Linked DNA regions of Capra hircus: region 1 is linked to region 2. A link is a contact called in public Hi-C data. All regions are on one chromosome and are shown on one strand. The core of a region is the stretch at or near the end of the contact, and the rest is flanking DNA. Distances in the headings are between cores, read along the strand shown.

What was found. Hi-C and Micro-C count contacts between places; a contact is called where the count stands out from the background.
Region 1: a Hi-C map of liver shows a contact between it and region 2, with 6 times the contacts expected there. The contact joins two enhancer-like sites. A contact is called at or near these places in 2 of 5 Hi-C or Micro-C datasets (blood and liver).

Annotation. Positions count from the first base shown.
Region 1 is chr3:119,190,295-119,195,184 of ARS1.2, forward strand. No RefSeq gene overlaps it. Among named protein-coding and RNA genes, the nearest start is that of ADCY10, 100 kb to the right of the region's middle. Within about 2 kb of position 1,502, at least 4 of the 5 cell types and tissues checked have an H3K27ac peak or open chromatin away from gene starts, as enhancers often do.
Region 2 is chr3:118,967,122-118,972,299 of ARS1.2, forward strand. No RefSeq gene overlaps it. Among named protein-coding and RNA genes, the nearest start is that of CREG1, 31 kb to the left of the region's middle. Within about 2 kb of position 3,725, at least 2 of the 5 cell types and tissues checked have an H3K27ac peak or open chromatin away from gene starts, as enhancers often do.

The sequences.
Region 1 (4,890 bases), core at 252-2,751, 220 kb after region 2:
TACTTGCTGCAAGTAATAATAAATCTTTCCTCCTCCTGATCTTTGGCTTGTTTGTAACTATTGGTTTGACATCCAACAAGAGGCAAAACCAGTTTGGGGGTAACAGTTGTACCATAAAGTTGTAACTTGTTTCTGGATATGTAGGTTGTTTCCAGTTGTCTTGTTTTGAAACTTCCCTTGTGGTCCTGTGAGTAAGACTCTGTGTACTTCAGGAGGCATGGTTTCAGTTGTTGGCCTGCTTGCTGTGTGGCCAAAAAAAAAAAAAAGTTGTACAACCAGTTGTCTTGTTTTGTCTATCATATGTGGTAACATAATTGTGTTTGTCCATACGTACTCTTTAAAAAAAAATGCCCAAAGAGGTGATCATCTCCCCTCCCCCTCCTCACATCCTGGCAGAAGGCTGCTCTCAAGTCAGACCAAGTCTGGTTACAAGGAAAACAACTGGGGCAGAAGGCAGGAAGGAGCTCTAGAACCTCCGGGAGACACGGCTGTGTTTACAAGAAGGAAGTACAAATCTTTCAAGTTCTGAGAGTCCTAGGAGAGCAGCTGCTTCCAGCATCTGTTTCCTTCTGAAAATAGGATGTTAAACTATTGTCTCTTTTTGGCTCAGGGTTTGGATTTAAGAATCCATCCATTCCTTCACTGTGGGTTTTATGGGTCTGGTCTTTTTTATTCCAGAATGTAAGAAAGGGATTTTTTTTTTTTTTTCCTAATCTCCCAACATCTGGGAAGAGGAAGTTGGACAGGTTTCATATTCTCACATTTGTTTTCAATTCCTGCCCTCCAGTGCTATGTGTCTGATACATTTGTGGTTACTTTTCCCTTTGGGGCATTAAGTAATTTCAGGCATGTGTACATGAATCACTGCTCTGCTGTGGGCACGGGTTGGGGTGGGGATAGGGTAAGGGAGGAGGTTAACTTGCTTAAGACCTGAGGTTGCCCTTCCCCTGTTAAGGACTCCATGGAGACTGAGTTTTGAAACTAGATTCAGTCTAGGTTCTTTCTCTTGCTTTGAATAAAATTGGTTGTGGGAAGGGGAGGACTTTGTTTTTTGCATAAGCTTTTTATTTTTTTATTTTTTGGTCTCATCACATGGCACGTGGGATCTTAGTTCCCTGACCGGAGATGAAGCCCAAACCCCCTGCAGTGGAAGTGTAGAATCTTAACCACGTTTTGTATTTTAATTGCAGTTTATTTCAATTAGATAAATGAAATATAAAATCTAAACCTATTTTGTAGGGCCTCTCTTAGAATGTACAATAGGCTCAGAGGAATATGGATCATTTTGCAAAGAGATGTCCTTGCTCTTACTGGCCCAGAAGAACCCTGGAGACTTTGTTTATAACATATCTGAGTGTTCCTATCTGGTTAAAAGCCCCGATCTTTTTTACATGTAAGTCATTGCTGAAGGAAGTGGATCTGGCAGGGGGGGAAATGGCTCTGAAAAGTGCATTCAAGGATCTTGGTCCCAAAGAATGTGAAACATCTGTGGAGCATGGGGCTGCTGGCAGACAGCAAGTGCCACGCCGCCTGTATCCTGCAGCAGTTGAAGCAGCTAAACCAGGGTCCCATGTAAAAGGATATGAGCCAGCACTGCGTCATCAGGAAGGTGCACACACCTCAGAGGGTGCAGCGTGGCTCCTGAGCACAGGACCCTCGGGACACGCCAGGCTCAGACAGGAGGCTCAGCTCATGACTGAATGTTGGCTAAATGGGCTTGGGCAAGAGAGAAAACAGCCCAAGGGAGAAAAATGAAGCAAACTTAGGAGGAGAGCTAGCACTTGGCTGGAAATAACTGGCCTCCTTTCATGTCCTCCCTCGAAAATACCATGAGAGAAAGTGAAAGATTTAGGTTCATTATGAATTTTCTATTTCAATTAACTTCAAGCTTGTAGACTGTGACTCTCCAAGGGCCACCCTTCAGGCCTCCTCCTCCCTATGGCCAGCATGCATTAAAGTCATTGCAGAATGCCAGCCCTGCCTGCAGAGGCGAAGGCCCAGTAAAGCAACCTCACCACTGTATGACTTGGGCATTAGACTAACATGAGATCTCTTATTAAGCATTAGTTTGGCATCCTGGAATCACATTAAATGGAGAAATATTGGGTTGGCCAAAAACTTTGTTCAAGGTTTTCCATAAGATGTTACAAAAACCTGAACAAAATTCTTTGGCCAACCCAATACATATTGATAAAAGGCTTAGCTTAACTGGTGTGATACCTTTTCTCTTATGTAGTAATAATTACCCTCTGATCGAAGCTGGTGTTATTCTCTGTCATAGACATGTCCCAGCTCCATCGCCAGTGGTTCTGTTCTGGCATTTTAAGGTGAACGCTCTTATAGCACTGTCCTAGATAATAGCTACAGGCCGCATGAGACCATTAATTTAAATTAATTAAAATTAAATTTAAAATTCAGATCCTCAGTCTCAAGTGCTCACTAGTTACATGTGGCGAAGGACAGTGCAGGGAGAGAACATTTCCTTCATCACAGAAAATTCTGTTGGACGGTGATAGTGCAGACCACGCCAGAGTTATCGTTTTGAATAGTTGTGCCAGATTATACACACACACACACACATACACGCTCACATCATCTCCCCACACTCCTCTTTTCTCTTCCTATAGAGGAGTGAAAGTGAAGTGAAAGTCGTGCCTGGCTCCATGGACTATACAGTTCATGGAATTCTCCAGGCCAGAATACTGAAGTGGGTAGCCTTTCCCTTCTCCAGGGGATCTTTCCAATCCAGGGGTCAAACCCAGGTCTCCTGCATTGCAGGCGGATTCCTTACCAGGTGTGGTGGGTGGGAATACGAATATGCCTCACAGTGGCGGTCCTGGTGGTTGCCACTCTGCAGTGGATAGATGGAGCTCACTAGCGCCTACTGTGTCCCACACACTGGGGGTGTGTAGGATGCAACTGTGAAGACAGAGCATGCTGACAGCCTTCTAATGTTTGACCCTACACCAAGTGTACCCCCAAGGGGATAGAAAGATGAGGGAGACAGAATCCCTGCCCTTGACAAGCTCAGAGGAGACAGCCCCACCGTCACAGTGAGCTCTAGACAGTCACGTGCGAGCGGCTCCAAGGAGAAAGGATAAATGTCTGGGCAGTAAGGATGAACTGATAAGCCCAGCTCAAGGCCACAAACATTCGAAAGCAAGCTGGGAGAATCCTGAGAGACTTGGGTAAAGACCATTCCAGTTGGAAGGACCAACCCAAAGTTTCAAGGTGGGAGTGAGGCCCATGTGATTGCAGCATCAGATTTGGCGAAGAACCAGGTCTTGAACAGAACAGCTTTAGGCTATTGAAATAACAATGTTAAGGAAACGCCTGTGTCAGTCATGCATAAATGTGCAGTGATTCCCCAGTGGCTCAGCAGTAAAGAATCTGCCTGCAATGCAGGAGACTCAGGAGATGCAGGTTCGTGGGTTCAATCCCTGAGTCAGGAAGACTCCCTGATGAAGGAAGTGGCAACCCACTCCAGTATTCTTGCCAGGAAAATCCCATGGACAGAGAAGCCTAGCAGGCTATAGTCCATGGGGTCACAAGGAGTCAAATGACTAAGCACAGGTCTTGAAAGCCCCACATTCTAGGCTAAGAAATTGGAAAGTAGTCCTGAAGGCAAATAGGATTTTAAGTAGAGGAGTAACAAATGAGGATTTGCTTTTTAGCAAGCTTATGCTGCCAGTTGGTGGAGGATAGAAATCTGAAATTAAGAGGCCAGTGAATTATGTGGCTATTACAGAGCTTCATCAGATATGACAGAACCGGATTTTCAGCAGTGGTGGGAATGTAACTGGGAAAGGTTAATTTTGAATTTATGGCTCAGACGGTAAAGCGTCTGTCTACAATGCGGGAGACCTGGGTTAGATCCCTGGGTTGGGAAGATCCCCTGGAGAAGGAAATGGCAATCCACTCCAGAACTATTGCCTGGAAAATTCCATGGACTGGTAGGCTACAGTCCATGGGGTTGCAAAGAGTCGGACACGACTGAGCAACTTCACTTCACTTCATGCTGGATCTACTTCTGTGACTTTAACCCTCATCTTGCCGTTTTTCTTATTGTAGGCATACCTAATGTGAAGGACTGTAAGGAAGTAAAACTAACACACTCCTCAGCCTGAGGTTTGCCATTCTAGAGGACATTTGCAAGGATTAAATAGTCTTTTTACTTTGTTTCCTCACTTCCCCTCATCTGTGATACATAAAAGAAACTGGCAATCAGGCCTAACAAGATGGTTATTTTGAGGAACTAGCCTGCCATCTTCTTGGTCAGCCGGCTCACCAATAAAGTCCCTTCTTCATCCCAATACCTCATCTCAGATTTATTGGCCTATCGTACAGTGAGCAGAGCGAGTTCAAACTTGGTAACAGAGAAGAGATGAGAAGGAGGGATCTGAGAGGTATTAGGCAGAACATTAAAGGACATTGGTAGGATATGACGAGCTGATGAATTAAAGACAGAAGAGTCATGATGATCAGTGGCTGGGACCATCAACAGAGATGACACACTGTGTCATGGGTGACCTTAGGTGGGGTTGAAAAGCTGGAGCTGCAAGGCTGGGGATGGGTGGGAGGGAACAGGAAGTGAATATAATTCTTACAGTAAGTAACAGGAAACATGCAAGTGTTTGAAACTTTTCAGTCCTTAGTTTATGCAGCCTCTTTCTATTTATTTGTTCATTTTGAATGTTCTCCTTGAAAAGCCAGTCTCTGATTTCAGTATCTACTATTCTAATATCTTTCAAGTCAGAGCCCTTATCTCTGTCTCCACTGTCCTTTCATTACTGCAGGACATCCTATCCCAGGCTTGCAATAAGAACCATCTCCCAGCCTTCATGTTGGCCTAGCTTGCTTCCAATCCATTCTCCACCAAGAGGGTGGTCT
Region 2 (5,178 bases), core at 2,475-4,974:
GAGTGCGATGCGCGTTCAGCACTGCCAACCTCTGAAGCTCATTTCTGAGAGCCAGAAGAAAGCTTTCAAGTTGTTTAAGACACTGTGATTTTTCCATTACATGCAGCCAAACCTTATCCTAACTTATCTAATCACTGACCTGAGGTAATAACTGACCAGGGTCGAGAAGATCCCCTGGAAGAGGGCATGGCAACCCACTCTAGTATTCTTGCCTGGAGAATCCCCATGGACAGAGGAGCTTGGTGGGCTACAGTCCATGGGGCTGAAAAGACTCAGACACTACTGAGAGACTAAGCTCAGCGCAGCAGAGCCATTCTAAACAGCAAGTTAGAACATTTAGTTACCGGGAAAGGAGGGCAGGAGACACAGTTATGAACTAATTTGTACTATCGATTTTACCAGGACGTCATGGTTTTGAAATAGTTGTAAGTCAAGGTGTTTTACTGAGAGATTTTTGTCCAGGCAAGCAGTCCCTAGCATCTGCTTTGGGTTGTTGTCCCCGCAACTAGAATTATCATAACCCCACTTTATGATGATGTCTCTGTCTCAATTGTTTCTTGAGTTTAAAACGTAGATTCATTAGCCCAGACTAGAACAATAGAATCAAAACCTTAGGATTCTAAAGATTCTAAACAAATATCTTAGTTTAGAATTCTAAACAAATCCTTAGTATGTGCTAGGCATATCATAATATGAGAATCGTTTTTATGCTTCTCTGTTTCTTTCATAAGCTGGAGTAGACCCCAAACTGTTTTAAATAGAGATTTTGGCTTCAGCTTCTAGATACTTCTTAAATTCATCCTCTGATGAGATGGAGTGGATATCTGTCAGTTACTTGTCTGGATCTACTCCCAAATGCTCTTTAAAGGACTTGATCTTTTTCCTTTTCAGTTATTAAAATCACAATATCTTCCTTTTATCAACAACACAGGTTCTTCCTGGAGATTACAACCTGACATTCTGTTCAGTTTTACCAAAAGCCCAGTCAGAAGAAATCATATCTGCAATGGATTTCCTAAGAACATGCAGTTCACTCTTTTTTTTTTTTTTTAGCTGTTCTAAATTTTACCCTTAAAATGTATCCGAGTAGCAGAGAATTGCCTACTTGGATTATATCATTTTCCTCCCTTGTTTGGCTTTCTTTGTACTGAACGGTACTCTAGAGTTACCCGCTACCAGCCTCCCGTTGAACATTGTTATGAGAAACAAAAATAGGAAACGTGTTCCTGTAGTTCTTGCAGGGCTGCTAGAGGGGTGTTCCCCGCTGTAACTTGGTCCTGTCCTCATGAGGATCCATGGGAGAATTTGTCAGGCCTCAGTACCAGACAACACAATACTTCCAAAGAGCAATTCATCTGTTTTATCTAATGAATATGATGAGTACAATCACTGACTATTTTTTCCTCTTTTCCTTGGTTTCTGAGAGATTCCACCATAAGATATCTTGTGACTCACTTTGAGCAAACATACAGGATTCTATGGTGAATGTTACTTTGTGCAGACTGCTAATCCTTTATGGAAAGAGCAGGAAGGGATGGCTGGATGGAGAAAAATCCAGATCTTCTAAATCCTAGGTTATATCAGTGTTTCCTTCTTTGTATACCCTCTGCCACCCCCAACACACACTCAAAAAAAGAACAGATAAAATTTTTAAATCCCATAAAAAGAGGAATAAATGTGGTATTGTTTATAAGCAAATATAACTATTTTTAAGGACAGGTAGAGAGAGTAGAAAGGAGCAGGGGGAAGCAAATGCAGGTTAAAAATAGAAAAAAGAGAAAAGAAATGGGAGGGGTGGGGAAAACACAAAGGAAGAAAGTAAACATGTCAAGAGGGATCATATTCATATTGAAACAGAAGTTCTGGATTTTCCAGGCTAGTGTAGGACAATCAGATCCCCCAGCGAAGGAGTATTCAAACATCATGTCCCTTCATTCTGTCCTGCTGATCCTTGTACTTAGTAATTTACAAAGAGTTCTGTAGCATGTTTCAAAGTCAAAGTAGGCAAAAATAAAAACGAAAAAACCCCAAGAGTTTCATAGTTTTAAGATTGTTCAAAATGTCTTTCTCCTGAGAGCGAATGTGTTATTCTTCTGACACAAGAGGGCGCTATTTCTTCAGTTTATAATATTTATGGTATGGCCATTCCTATGGAAGAAAACTTGGTCTGCGGAACTCATAGGGCTTCCCAGGTGGCGCTGGTGGTAAAGAACTCGCCTGCCAATGCAGGAGAGGTTAAGAGGCTCGTCGGATCCCTGGGTCGGGAAGTCCCCCGAGAAGGGCATGGCAACCCACTCCAGTATTCTTGCTTAGAGAATCCCAAGTACCAAGTGAACAATGTCAAGGGTTTCAGAGCCTGCTAGCTGGCCACAGGGCTGCTGGTTGGAACATCCTTGAAATCAGAACCCACTACATCTCATTTATCTATGCAATGGCAGGATTAGTATCTAGAATCAAGGACCTGTGAACCGGAAAAAGTTACCTAAACTCTTCTTAGCCTAATAAGTGTGTTAGTCGCTCAGTCGTGTCCAACTCTTTGCCACCCCATGGATCATAGCCCAGCAGGCTCCCCTGTCCATGGAATTTTCCAGGTAAAAATACTGAGGTGGGTTGCCATTCCCTTCTCCAGGGGATCTTCCTGACCCAGGGATCAAACCCATGTCTTCTGCATTGCAGGCAGATTCTTTACCATCTGAACTACTACGGGCTCCTTTTAGCCTAATGATGAAAGTATTAACTCATAGAGTTGTGGGGAAGATTAAACGGGACGATCAATCTAAAGTATCTGACAACTTGCGACACATAGTAGGGATTCAATGAGCAGAAGTTATCACTTTGTTGCTTAGCACGGCTGACATATAGTGGTGCTTAATACGTGTTTCAGTGAATTAACGAATGAAATGTGTAGAATCATGAAGATTTTCCTGCACTGAGGAATCCAAATATTTTCAAGGTTTTTAAATGTGGAATCCGATAGTTGAATCACCTCAGGGCAAAGCAATCAGTCTGTCTGGATAAGATAATTCTGTCAATCTTCTCTACTCTTTTGAGAAAGCAGAGATCGGAGGGGGTAAGTGATGTGCCCTTGGCTTCAGAGCTGATGAGGGAAGCAGGATGAGACTGACTCTTGAGTCCTAGCTCAAGATTTAATTAACCATTAGGGACCTGTCGGACCAGCTGGGAGGGTGGGAGGACCGGAGGATGGGAAGGCAGGTCTTAATAGGCTGATCCTAGAAAACAAATAGGCTTTGGGCTTGGTTTCAACATGCTTACGAAGGCCACCTTTACACAAGTGACCTCACCCAGGTGTGGAAAGAACCAGAACCACAAAAGAGCTTCTTGTTTGTCCCGGGGCAAACTGAGGCTGCGCTTAGAGGCTCAGTCCCGTCTGAGTCTTTGCGACCCTATGGACTGTAGCCCACCAGGCTCCTCTGTGCTTGCGATTCTCCAGGCAAGAATACTGGAGTGGATTGCCGTGCCCTCCTCGGGGCAATCCATAATTGGCTTCTAATCTGAAGGGATCTGTAGGAAGCGGCTCTCACTTCTCCAAATATGCTTCTTCCTGTGTCACAAGAAGCCTTGGGTCACCTCCTTCCTTTGTGCAACAAAACAGCGATTCTGTCTCTGCTCTTTTTCTTTCCTGTTACAATTTGCTTTGCCTTTTCCGGGGCCCGATCCTCAGGACACAGCCCTGCTGCAGCCTCGGCTGGGTCTGTCAGCAGCCTCCCTGGGTTTCCTGACCTGCACAGAACAGCAGAAGACTGCTGAGCCCCGAGGCCCCTCCCTTTCCCTGAATAAAACAGGCTTCCCTGGGGTGGTCCAACCCCTCTGCTTTTGATCTGCCAGCAGGAAGCAATAAAAGGCACTTTCCACGTGCCTGTAGTAACTGCATTTTCCATATACAAAAACAAGGTTCATTACCCAACCAGGACAAGTGCCATTCTAAGGACTTTGGAACAAAAGACGTGAAACTGAACCGTGCCAGAAATCCCAGGATGGCTAGTTGCCATGCACAGTCCTCGTGGAAAATTGCTCCTCTGGGGAATGCCTGCTGGAAGTGCCATCTGCTTTTGCCACAGATTCAAGGCTGTGACTGTAACTCACATACTGGCCGTAGTAGGACTTTGGTTAACTCCGGCTCAGATTCTACTAGGAAACCAGGGCTGAACGGCTGTGTGCAGGAAACCTCTTTCCTGGACTTCGCTTGCTTGTTTTATCTGTGTAAAGATCCTATTCCCATGGGGGCTTTGCAAGATGTTTTTCACCTTCAACTCAGTTATGATTCTTTTAAACATATCAATCCAAGGAGGGGAGGAGGGAATGGGGAGTAATTACTAACGGGCACTAGTTTCTTTCTGGGGTAATGAAAATGTTCTAAAATTAGATTGTGGTGGTGCTTGCACTCTGAACATATTAAAAGCCATTGAACTATACATTTTAAATGGGTAAAATGTATGTGAACTATATCTCAGTAAAACTATTAAAATTTTTCAAAAATTCAATCCAATGACTTAAGAATATGCAATACATGTCAGGTACTAGGTTGTGTAGTGCTGAAGATAAAGTGGTGAAAATGCCATTCATTCCAACTGGTTGGTTCTCTACTATGGCCATGAAATTGAAATAGGAGGAAAAGGGACAGGACAAAACCTTTGAAAGAACGACATAGCCCAAGGGCACAGCATAAACTGAACAGAACCAAATGGGTCCAAGATGACAGACAAGGCAACTTGACTAAACCTTGACACTCGGCATAAACTCATTGTAACATGTCGGCAAGCTAAATGACAGGGTTAGAGCTGCCACGGCAGTTCCATCAGAGAAAACTGGACAGTGGCCAAACACCTGGAAATCCCAACCTTTCCCCCACAATAGTTGGAATAGTTCCGCCACTCGTTAGCCTATGAAATTTCCCAGTCCATAAAAGCTAATGACACCACATTTGGGGGCTGCACTCGCCCTCTGTGGCAGCCCACCTTCTGTCTGTGGAGTGTTTTTCACTGAATAAATCCACTTCTTACCTATCACTCTTTCACTGAATTCTTTCTGCAATGAGATATCAGGAACCTGGGCTTCATTAGGTCCTGAAACCTGTGATCTCAGTTGGAAGACCGTGAGTTTTGGCTGGGTTTGAGTCCCAGGACATGGGCTCAAGTCCCAATCTGAGTGAAATGGTTT